Regions from separate parts of the Mus musculus genome. Here region 1 is linked to region 2. Evidence: chromatin contacts called from public HiChIP or PLAC-seq data. All regions are on one chromosome and are shown on one strand. Each heading gives the region's core, a stretch centred on a gene start, on an enhancer-like site or on the middle of the called end of the contact. The rest is flanking DNA. Distances are from core to core; before and after follow the strand shown. Region 1 overlaps Poc1b (POC1 centriolar protein B). Region 2 overlaps Gm10754 (predicted gene 10754).

Evidence for each region. HiChIP or PLAC-seq counts read pairs in DNA pulled down with a chosen protein or histone mark.
Region 1: a contact with region 2 is called in a FOXA1 HiChIP or PLAC-seq map of pancreatic cancer cells. The contact joins two enhancer-like sites. A contact is called at or near these places in 6 of 39 promoter capture datasets (the 3T3-L1 cell line, 3T3-L1-derived adipocytes, cranial neural crest and 3 more) and 1 of 115 datasets of contacts at active chromatin or transcription factors (pancreatic cancer cells).

What each region holds. Positions count from the first base shown.
Region 1 is chr10:99,120,583-99,126,656 of GRCm38.p6, forward strand. It overlaps Poc1b (POC1 centriolar protein B), which reads left to right. Exons shown (of 12, transcript NM_027740.7): 3 at 4,249-4,420. Among named protein-coding and RNA genes, the nearest start is that of Galnt4, 15 kb to the left of the region's middle. Within about 2 kb of position 3,964, at least 11 of the 459 cell types and tissues checked have an H3K27ac peak or open chromatin away from gene starts, as enhancers often do. A contact at or near this core is called in pancreatic cancer cells, where this site is marked.
Region 2 is chr10:97,791,264-97,796,900 of GRCm38.p6, forward strand. The region is part of intron 3 of Gm10754 (predicted gene 10754); the gene reads right to left. Among named protein-coding and RNA genes, the nearest start is that of Gm25658, 49 kb to the left of the region's middle. Within about 2 kb of position 2,753, at least 15 of the 459 cell types and tissues checked have an H3K27ac peak or open chromatin away from gene starts, as enhancers often do. A contact at or near this core is called in pancreatic cancer cells, where this site is marked.

The DNA.
Region 1 (6,074 bases), core at 2,714-5,213, 1.3 Mb after region 2:
GGTCTTAAGCCCAGGGCCACAGTGACACACCTACTCCAACAAGGCCACACCTCCTAATAGTGACACTCTCTGGGCCGAGCATATACAAACCATCACAATGTCCTAATAAGGACTTTTCAAACAATGGATGGCATTTTGATAATGTATTTGTGTGTGTGTGTGTGTGTGTGTGTGTGTGTGTGTGTGTGTGTGTAAGTGTAAGTTTTTCTTAGATTAGATTAGTATATTTACTAGCTAACATTTGCCTTAGCATCCTTCCTTGGACATTTTACCTTAAAATAGAGCAGTCAAATGGTGAATGCTGTAAGCTCTGACATCTTAAGTGATGTGGCACTGTTTACATGGGGTGTGGTTCCATAGAAGTGCATGAAGGCTAATTCTAGGGTTACAGTGATATTCATATTTGCAAACTTTTTATAATGGTGCTGGAGTTTACTTGAACAGTTCTTAATTAAGAAAGAAGCTTAAGGGCTCGGCAAGATTGCACACATCTGTAATCCCAACACTTTAGAACAACTGGGAAGCAGGAGGGTCGGGAACGGAAGGCCATCATTGGCTCATGGCAAACTTGTGGCCAGCTTGGGCTACCTGAGACCCTGCAGGGTGAGGGCTAGGGATAGAACAAAGGAAGGAGGGAATTTAGGAGAGAGATTCGATGTTGGTATAAGTATTAGTATGAATAGTCTTACTCTTTGTTGTTCTTTGTTTGTTTGCTTTGTCAAGACAAGGTTTCTCTGTATAACAGTCCTGGCTATCCTGCAACTTGTAGACCAGGCTGGCCTCGAACTCCCAGAGATCTGCTTGCGTCTGCCTCTGTAGTGCTGGGGTAAAAGGTGTGCGCTACCATGCTTTGCTTTCTTTTCTGTTTTAAATGATTTATTATTTATCTTTATTGTATTTGCACTGGTGTTTTGCCTGCATTGTGTAAGTGTGGAATCCCCTGGAGCTGGGTTTATAGACAGCTGGGAGCTCTCTGTGGGTGCTGGGAATTGAACCCAGGTCCTCTAGAGGAGCATCCTGTGCTCTTGATGACTGAATCATCTCTCCAGCCCTATTTTTAAAAAAAAGTTAGTAGCTTTTATGTTTTGTTTTCCTAAAATGTGAGAGAAAACATGAAGTATACCAAGCTCCACTTGTGACTTGTGACTGAAGCATCTTTGTTGCTGGCATATCATACATGGTAGACCTCACTTAAATCTGACTGTCTAGTCTAATCTTCTAGCCGTCTGACTGAAGTTAAAACATCTTCCTGGTCTCCAGGCAGGTACATACTCTCTACCTGACACTTGCACTTATAGCTCATTAGCTTCTCCAGTCTACTGTATCTGAACAAACTTTTCGTTCCCACCCCATCCTGTCTCTCGACCAGTGGTTCTCAACCTGTGAGGTACAACCTGGTTGGCAAAATCTCCCCCAAAATATTACATTATGATTCATAACAGTAGCAAAATGACAGTTATGATATAGCAACAAAAATGACTTTATGATTGGGTCAGCACAACATGTGGAACCAAATTAAAGGGTCGCAGTGTTAGGAAGGGTGAGAACCACTGCCCTAGGCCCCTTTTATCCTGGTCTTTCTCATCTCATTAAGTAGCCTTTGGGTTTTCCTGGGCTCATGGTCCCAGGATCCTTCTTCTTTTCATCAAATCCGCTAACAGACCCCATAGTTTCTACCCCTCCAATTTCCACAGCCTCAGACCTTTTAAGATCACCGTCCCATCCAGACTGCATAATGGTGATAGCGGAGTCGGTTTCTTTCTTATGCTCCCTCCCTGTTTTCTGTGAGATATGCCTGTTGAAGTAACCCTAGAGGCAAAAGCTTCACCACCAGGAACTCATTGTCAGCTTTGAGTTACTTGAGATTAGTAATTCAAGGAGGAAAAGTGTTTGGCCTTCCAGCTGTGGAGGTTTCTGTTGGTGCCCGAGTCACCTCTGTCACTTTGGGGCCTGTACTATTGTGATATGTCACAGCAGCAAAAGAAGTTGCTCCCCTCTTGGTGACTGGGAAACAGGCAGGAAGATCTGGTGTCCTAATACCCCTTCAAAGTCTTCCCCCTTAACCTAACCCCTGCTACCGGGACCCACCTCTTAAAGATCCACTACCACCTAATAATACCACTGACCAAACCTTGACTATATGGACTTAGCTGAAGTTTCTTACAGAATTCTTCAAGTCACTCTGTTTATGTTGGATAAACTTAATGCCTACGTTGCTGTTTCCCTGTCATCTATATAATCTGTTTTCCTAAGTTCATAACTTACTTCCTAATTTGCTTCTTAGGCATTATATAAGTGAGACTTAGTTATGCAAGGACTACTGCATAACCGTATCTACTTTGTGTGATGGGTAATGAGTTTCTAGTTTGGAATACTTTGAACAGTACTGCTACAAACACTGACATGTTATTTGTGAAATGTACATAGTTCTGTTTGATGTACAACTTGGAGTGTAGCTGCTGAGTTAAAGGATAGGTGTATATTCCACTTCTGATACCAGCCGGCATGATGGGAGAGTTCTGCTCGGTGCATGTCCTCAGGGACTGACCTACTCAGTGTCTCATTCAATGTGAACGTTTGGATAAGGGTGTGTGTGTGTATGTGTGTGTGTGTGTAGTATGTGTGTATGTGTAGTGTGTGTGTGTGTGTGTGTGTGTGTGTGTGAGAGAGAGAGAGAGAGAGAGAGAGAGACTTACTTTGTAGCTCAGTCTGACGTGTAATGTACTCTTTGTAGCCCAGGCTAGACTCTAAGTCATGTATGCTCTTTTTGCTTCCAACTCTTGAGTGCTGGGATTGCAGACATGATCAATCATGCTCAGCAAAGTAGTGGGAGGTTTTGTTTTATTTTGGGGTTCTCTCTCTTTTTTTCCTTCCTTTCTTTGTTCCTTCCTTTCTTTCCTTCTTTCTACAGCAAGGGTTGAAGCCTGTTGAAATATACAGCCTTGAGAGGCCTGAAACTATGTAGGCCAGGCTGTCCTCGAACTCATGAAGATGGCCTGCTTCTTCCTCCAAGCACTGGGATTTAAAGGCCTGTGCTGCCACACACTGCTTACAGTGATAGATTTTTTTTTTCAAGGAACAAACTTTTTTTTCATTTAACTGCAGCACAAAATGTCATTCTCTTTATGCTGAATAGTTTATATATGCTGTTTATGCAAACTTAGCCACCCTCAGTCAGAAAACTACTCTAGGTTCTCTCAAAGCTTACCATGACATTTTATCTGTAATGCATACAGAATGGATTCATGTGAAAAGGGAAATCTCTTCTCCCATGACAGTGACAATTTTCCTCTCCCAGATCATGAAATACCCTCTTTTCCAAACCCAAGTGCAGTTTCATACTACACTTGGACCAAGGTATGTGTGTTTGTCTTGCCATGCCCTCTTGGCCCTGCGAGGCCTCGTTGTTGGGCCTGTTCTGGGATGTGTGTATAACAGAACTTGTTTTGTAGGCATGAATTAAATCCACCTTTGTCAAGGAATTTATTTCCGCTCTTGATCACATTCATATTTCCTCCACTTAACGATTTTTAAGCTAACCTCTGACTCAGTTCTTTTGATTAATCATCAAGTGTCATAAAGTTACAGAGCAGAAACAGATTTTTAAGGTCATCTCACCGAGCTTTAAAGCGTTTCTGGTTCAGTTGACAAAGGTAGGGTGTCTCGGTGGGTGATAGTGTCCTAAGCTTACCCATCCTGTGACTGTGGGAGAGAAGCCACACTCTTAGCTCAAGCACACAGAAACTTTTAGGAATGAGGATGCTGTGATCTATACAACACGTCTTCAAATGGTTCAAGAAAAAAAATGTCTCTGCATACACACGTGTTCATGTACAAAGAGAACCAAAGACAGACAGATAAAATATTAACAGGTGGGATTGGGCTAAGGGTGTAGTAGTGCTATTTAAGATATGACTTCTGTGTGAGCTCATATCCACATAGTTTTTTTAAGTACCTCATTTGTCCCTCTGTAACACTGAGGGAGGGTGACTAATGCACTTTGCTCCAGTGTGCTCCTACTTGTAGGGCACAGTCCCTGAGCTTGCCTAAGTCACTGCGGCTAGTACCCTGCTGGGTAGCAGGGCACTACCAACTTAGAAGACCCATAATAAAATTTAAATATTTTTAAATAATAAAATATTTCTGTCATTACCTGGCCAGCCCACAACCCCCAAGTTCTCTGTCTTCTTGTTATTGATAAGGCGTGCGTGTATCTCAACACCGGCCTGTTCTCCTCTTTCCTGACAGCTACTGCTTCGTGGGACACCTTTCTCATGCTATGGAGTTTGAAGCCACACGCTAGAGCTTACAGATACGTGGGCCACAAGGATGTTGTAACCAGCCTGCAGTTCTCGCCACAAGGAAACCTATTAGCCTCTGCCTCGAGGGACAGAACTGTTAGACTGTGGGTTCTTGATAGGTAAGAGGTGCAAACACTGATGGGGTCTGGGTTGGAGCTGTGGAAGGTGCTGAGGCCTGCCTGCTCTTAATGCACCTTTTGGGGCGATGTTTCAACTCCCTAGGGACCTGTACTCATTAGGGTCACAGATATACTGCCCAGGTTCTATTTTATTTATTTGTTTATTTATTTATGTATTTAGGTTTGTTTGTTTGTTTGTTTGTTCCCATAGCTGAGGATAGAACCCAGGGCCTTCTGCTTGCTAGGCAAGTGCTTTACCACTGAACTAAATCCCCAACCCCACTGCCTTGGTTTTAAAGACAAACTATTTCACACAAGTTTCTCAAAATTCAACTCAAAATTATGCCCTCTTTTTGAACAATCATTTGTAACCTGGAGATATGCACAATATGTCAGAAGCTTTGGGAGATGGTTAGAAATATCTATGTAAATCCGAAAGAAACACAGTGGAGTATATCAGAAGTTCATTATTAGCCCCACAGTCCCTGCCCAGCCAGGGTTTTTAAGGGCCCCAGAGACCCTGCTGACACCCCTGTGCCTGACACCCCTATGCCTGACAACCCTGTGCCTGACACCCCTGTGCCTGGAGCATCCTTTGATTGTTATCATTCATTTAGGAGCTCTAGAATCTTCTTGTTTAAAACATTTCCGACAAATACATAAATCATTGTTGAGTATGGTGACATATACCTGTAATCTCAACACTGAGAAGAAAGACACAGTTCTGAGTTCAAGACCAGCCTGGTCTATAGAGTAAGTTCCAGGACAGCCAGGGCTACACAGAGAAACCCTGTCTTGAAAAGACATTCATATATATTAATATATATATATATATATATACACATACATATATATATATACTATATTAATGCATTTGCTGAAGTTATATTATTTGATAATAGATCTTCTGTTCAGACATGAGCTGATAGCCTGTCTATTATAAAAGTTTTGTAGTTAGGATATCTTTTAAGTTTTAAATTCTAAGTATATAAAATTTCACAGATCCATAAAAAATGAATGGTCCCACTTTCTCACTGTACCCACCAACAACTTTAATAGCTGCCCTTGTTGAGCCATCCTTGTATCATATAGACCTCCAACTTCTTTAGATATTTTTAGACTTATATTTTCTAATAATCCCATATGTACTGCCACTTTCCTCTGTCCTGTACCAGAGGATTGGAGTGTCAGCATTTCTCTTGATTCTGTTGTGGCAGGTTTTGATTTGCAGTGTGTAACTAAATGGGCCAGGCACCTACAGAGGAAGAAAGCTCACGAGTGATTGCCTGCTGCTAGCAACTTGATTCTGCCACCACCCAAGGGGAATTCTGCCAATCTGAGTGGTATACTAACAGAAGTAGAAACTCTTGCCAAGACTTGACACAGAAATGTGCATGGACTGTCAGGAAATTCAGAGGAGGAAGGGAATGGGCTTAGGGTTCAGGCAGAAACGTGCTGCAAAATCCTTAGCCTCGGAAAGCTAGGACAGTTCATGGTTTAAGGAGTTGCAGCCTTTTGTGTGTTACTGATTTGGGACATCTCAGGAAGCAAAGCTTAGCCGGGTAGGTGGGCTAAAATCTCCAATCATTAACTTGGTGTATATATCTACAAAGTGACTGTATTTCTGTACCTTGGTTTCTCTTTCTAAATGTCA
Region 2 (5,637 bases), core at 1,503-4,002:
TTATTTCAGTGTGATTGTTTCTATTTTACCTTACTTTGATGCCTATTTGTATTCTAATGAGAGACAAAATTAATACATATATTTTAAAGTGCAGATAATTAATGTGTGCTGCCTTTATCATTCAGGTTTTCATGAAAGAGAGGAAAATGACATGTCACTTGCTGAATTATGAAATCAACAAAAAAACCCTCCATAAATACAGATTAAAAAGTAATGCATATCATCTTGGAAATATAGCTTGGAACAAGTGCTTCTTAAATGTCCTCACTAATGTTTGTTTTCCTTGATGAGCTATTTGAGCAAAATCTCTACTCTGATATGTAAAAGGTACAGCTTTCAAGGCAGTATTTTTACTTAAAAATTTCAGCTATTTTTGCCAATTTATCTGCTATGCTCACCAGACTCTTATGTTTTTGTGCAAATGAAATTGAAGAGACAAGTCCAAAGATTTGAATTAGAATTATCCAGGGACTGAAGTCTAGACAAAATGTTTATGAGACTTAAGCAAAATCATCCCTCCCATAAAACAAGCTTAGAATCTTGATTGAGGCAAGCCTGTGACAGGGGAGATATTTCTACTTTTTACACATTCTATTGCTTTCCCATTTCTTTCCAAATTCAAGAAGGTGTTTGATTTGTTGAAAACCTAGTGGCAAAGATATTTGTGTGAAATGGTTTACAATATCTTTGTCACTGGAAGGACTGATAGGAGCCCTTTGGGTTACTGAAGAAATGAGTCTGCATGAAATACTGCTCAACCTCAGACCTGATTCAGTATTCATCAGTCACACTCTGGGCAGACGCTCCAGTGTAGTCCATCAACACAGAACGTACTTCTTAGTTTGGTTGATTTTTTGCTCTCTTGTTTTGATTGTTGAGCTTTAGTAGAGGTTGTTTTGTTTTCTCTTTAATGAGAAAAAATATGCATTTGGGTGGTTGGAGGATATTGGGAGGTTCTTGGAAAATTATGATAAAATTACATTTTAGAAGTATAACATTTCAAAACCCCAATTTAAAATGAAATAAAAAATTACTATATAAAACCTCAAGAGGAGTAAAAAGTCTACCACCATTGAGGAAATATAAAAACAATACTATTAAGTTTTCATTGAATCGGTGTTTTTCTTTCACTCATATTTCATTCTGAAGATATATTATTTATTGGGATTAATGGCATAAAATAGTGTTATTGTATACGTAAATACATATACATATATAAATTAACAGAGTGATTTTTTAAATAAATATTCAGATAATAAATCAGTTTCAGAAATATTAAGCACATTTAACTCTTTCTGAGCTGCTGTAATTTACTTTGTGCCACATGAAATCACTAAAAAAGTACATTTATTTTAGGAATTATATACTCTGCTTCATAAAATTGGTCACAAAACAATAGTGAAAAATAACAATATAATAAAGTAAGAAATCATAAATAGCACAAGGCAGGCAAAATTACAAAATCCTTGACCTATGCGTTATTTCCTGTGCTTCCAAGGGTATCATTGAGAGATTAGTGTGGGACTTATCTACAGATCAAAATTCCGTGTCTCTGACAAATTACTACTTGCTTTGATCATTCTTGGCCAGTACTCTAGCATCCCTGACTCAGTGTCTCAAAAGAAAGGAGGATAACTACCTCTCTTTACATCCCATGACACTGATCTTCTGAATTCTAAATCTTTAATCACTGATTGACTTTAAATTCATATGTCGTTTGTCAATGCCCTCTCCTTATATATGGTTTTTATGGAAAATTGAGCTGTCCTACAAGGAAATTGATTTGTTTCAGTGAAATGAATGTTCCCCTATCCCTCCCACAGCAAGTCACTAAAAAGAACTGAAGTCCCTCTCTGTTGGAAGCTGGTGGCTTGAAACAATAGCTTCTGCTTTTTGCTAACAACTTGTTCATCTGAAGCATGTTGCTATTGGGTCATGTTGCCATACCTCCTACCTGATTGACCCAACAGACTCTCTATAAAGCCTTCTATTCTGTTTAGCTTAGTCTTATTTACTCAAGTTCCAAGAATAATTGTATTTGTTCTCATTGAAACATCTCATCTGCCAGCCCAATGTATTCTCATTATTCATTACCCTCCACCTTCTTAACTTCCTTCATTGTCTGCCATAGATATTTATAACCCAGGGCAACATGAAAGCAATGATGGTGATTGCTAATTGGGTGTTTCTTGATTACCAGGGAAACTGAAGCATTTCCAATGCTTTACTGTCAAGTTACAGGCTTGCAAACTAGGACTACAACTTCTCTCATTTCAAAAAGGAATACAAGTCATATCCTTGCATTTATTTTTCTTACTTTGTGAGTGATTCTCTATTTCTCCTTGCCTTTGTTCTAAACTTGTATAATCCTGATTTGCTGCAAACCTACTTGTGCCTTTTTGTTTGCCCTGTACAAGTGAACATTGCTAGGATAATGAACACAGTGTTTAGGATAATTATACTTTAAATCCATATACTCAAGTGGCTACTCATACCTTTAAAATGCTCTATTACTCAATTATAATTTTCTGTGTGGCTTACCTATTTTCCATTGTTTAATACAATGAACAATTTTATGTGTGTGTGTGTGTGTGTATGTGTTTGTGTGTGTTCAAATGTTCTTTGTTCTTGCCCTAAAGAAATTTTCATGGTGATCATATTTATGGTAATTACTCTGATTCAGTACTATACTGACTCTGAGTCATATTTACATTATGACTCACAAATGTGTGTCAATCAAATCGGTTATGCGTCAGAACAAACAGAAGGTGGGAAGTCATGTGGTGATATTGGCTTGCATTTCTTACAGTAGAAAGTATACAAGGAGAGTTGCTATTGGATCTATACCAAAAGAGCCTCTCCTAAGCATCAGCAACTTAGAGAAAGTTGTTGAATAAACCAGTGAGAAGAATTGGAGCATAAAAAAGGAGAGAAGGAGGTAGCCCTCACAGACTATTGTTCTCATGTATGTTCTTTAATACATAAGGAGGGAAAATTCACACCTCAGCATGTGAGCAAAGGAAATGATGATAATGAGGAGATACTCACTCAACTGTTTTAAATGGCAAAGGCTTTATACAAGCATTAGGAAAGTCTCCCATGAGCTGGAGTCGGAGGCTACAGGGCATGGGGCAGGGGTATTCAGTCTGAGTTGCATAAAAACAGCAAAACTGAGCCATATCATCTCATCTGTCATTGGGGGAATGACTGTGTAACTTGAAACTATTCAGGAAACAGAGTCCAAATACTGTTCTGATGATCTATGGGAAATATTTGGCTATTATTGGATTGGGATTTAAGACATCATGGAAAGGGCAAGCACTACTAGGGATTTAGGCATTGACAAGTGGTGCTGATGCGGTATTCACCAGGTCAGGTAGAACTGTGTTCACAGAAAGCCTACAGAAAGCCTACAAGTAAGATTAATTCATCAGGGATCTCTAGACTGGTATGGGATTTTGATGTGTTTGGTGATTTTCATGGTGATAAAGGATCTTTATGAGGGAGAGGAGAAGCTGAAAGATATGAATAGCATTGATTAACATGTAAATTTTGTCTACAGATGAAATCAAGAGAGGATGAAAATGAAAACAAAAACAACAACAAAAATCTAGTTTATCCCTGTCACTTGAAAACAAATGTGCAAGGATTCATGTAGAGCTGGAGATCCTAGGGTGAAAAACAAATATCAGAAGTCTAGATTCTATGCTACTGAACTTCACGAAGGCTTTACAGACTAAGCAATCATTTACAGAAGACCTAAATAATAAGATATCAAAGTTACAAAACAGATTAATATGACCCTAGGGGTGATTTATTATCCTGCCCTAAACATATTGCATGTGTTTCTCCCCTGTAAGTAAATATATATAGGCTGTTTACTTAACCCAGGGACCTTTCAGCAGCTAGATGTGACCAATGGACAGGTTGAAGCTTCAGTCCTGACCCCAAAGCTATTCAGTGGCAAGTATGGTTAGCAAAGTAGTGCCACACTCCATCCTACACCTGAAACAGCCAGATTATGACAGGCAAGAATCCCAGAGACCATTTAAGATGGAGATATGTGCAGTGGTCTCTTACCAGCAACAACATTCCATAATGAGAATTGTTGATGGTTCCTGAAAGGTTAGAGTACATTATATTAGGCCAAATAAGTTAGTGCCTGTCATTCATGTCCCTATATGCAAGATTGCTCTTTGTTGGAGCAATTGATAAAAGTAAAGGGATCATGTCATATTTATTAGACCTTTTAAAATATCTGCTTTTCCTTACAAGACGAAATGGCACTATTAGTATGGATAATACTTGGCTTTCAGAGATTCTGCCCACCACCTTAAAAGGTTTCATTATGTAATGCTAACCATTGAATGTCTTGTACATTTTGAAAGCACAGAGGGCAGACGGTGTATTTGTTGTATAAGTTAGATTTATTAGACTGAAAGAATGGATTTACCAGGAAAGTGAGAGCAAGCAGGTCAAGAGAAGAGCAATGTGTATGTGTGTTTGTGTGTGTGTGTGTGTGTGTGTGTGTGTGTGTGTGTGTGTGTGTATACAGCAGAAGGCTTGGTCCATATTATATCTAGATTAATGATCTGGATTAAAGGTGTGTCTTCCTATATCAAAGATCTGTATGAAGAACTATGTTTTTATACTTTGAGGAGAAATACCTCATAGCTGTTCTCTTGACTTTTGGATTTTAGTTAATTTTAGATATAATCACTTTGATGACCAAGAGTAGCCATCATAGGTCCCATACAATTGTTTGGAAATAATTCCAATACCAGTGTTGGAGTATTTAATCATAAGTTATTGTCTTTGGTTGCCAACACCTATTGTGACTATTGTTTGGTTTATGCCAGAACCAGATGATAAGACAGGATTGCCGAGGCCCGCCCACTTTGACTATGGGGCTTGGAATGAGCGGAGGACTCACTGCTCCTGGCTAAAGTTGTCATTCAGGTCACTGATAGAAAATTGTCAGCTGAAGTCCTGATAATTATGGACACTGCCTGGTAGAGTAACAATATTGTCAGGAATGTGTACACACTGGTACAATAATAATATTAATGACACAGGTGCAACCAACTGTTTTCTATCTTGTTCCTTTCAAATTAGACAATGGTCAACTGACTATCAGTTCAAATGGCTACTTATGGGCAGGTCATATGTCCTAATGGGGGACCAGCTGCTGCTTCTATTTCGTTGTTGTTGTTGGTTTGGGGTTTCATCATAGTTAAATGGAGACAGTGCACCTGTAAAAATTGCTTTCTAAAATATTTTTATTTGTAACCACAGATTAGTGCTACCATTACTCTGGGTCTGTCCTGGAAGGAATGATCTTCTTTTAAATTTGTGAAGTATTACAGAGACATAACTAATCAGGACCCTACAAAGAAATGAGTGATACTGTGGTATATTAACTGTATGCACAAGAAGAAAAAGAATCGGACATCTCTTTGACCCTTCCACATGAACCATGACAGAAGAGGGTAAGAAAAGAATGTAAAAACTGGAGGAAGAAATGGCATGCTGTGTAGCTATTTTGTCAGAACTGAAACATTCTCTACTGAAAGGAGGTGGGGCCCTTAAGACTTATAAAGTAAGTAAGCTCTGCTAGGGTCAAGCTCGTAGATTCCA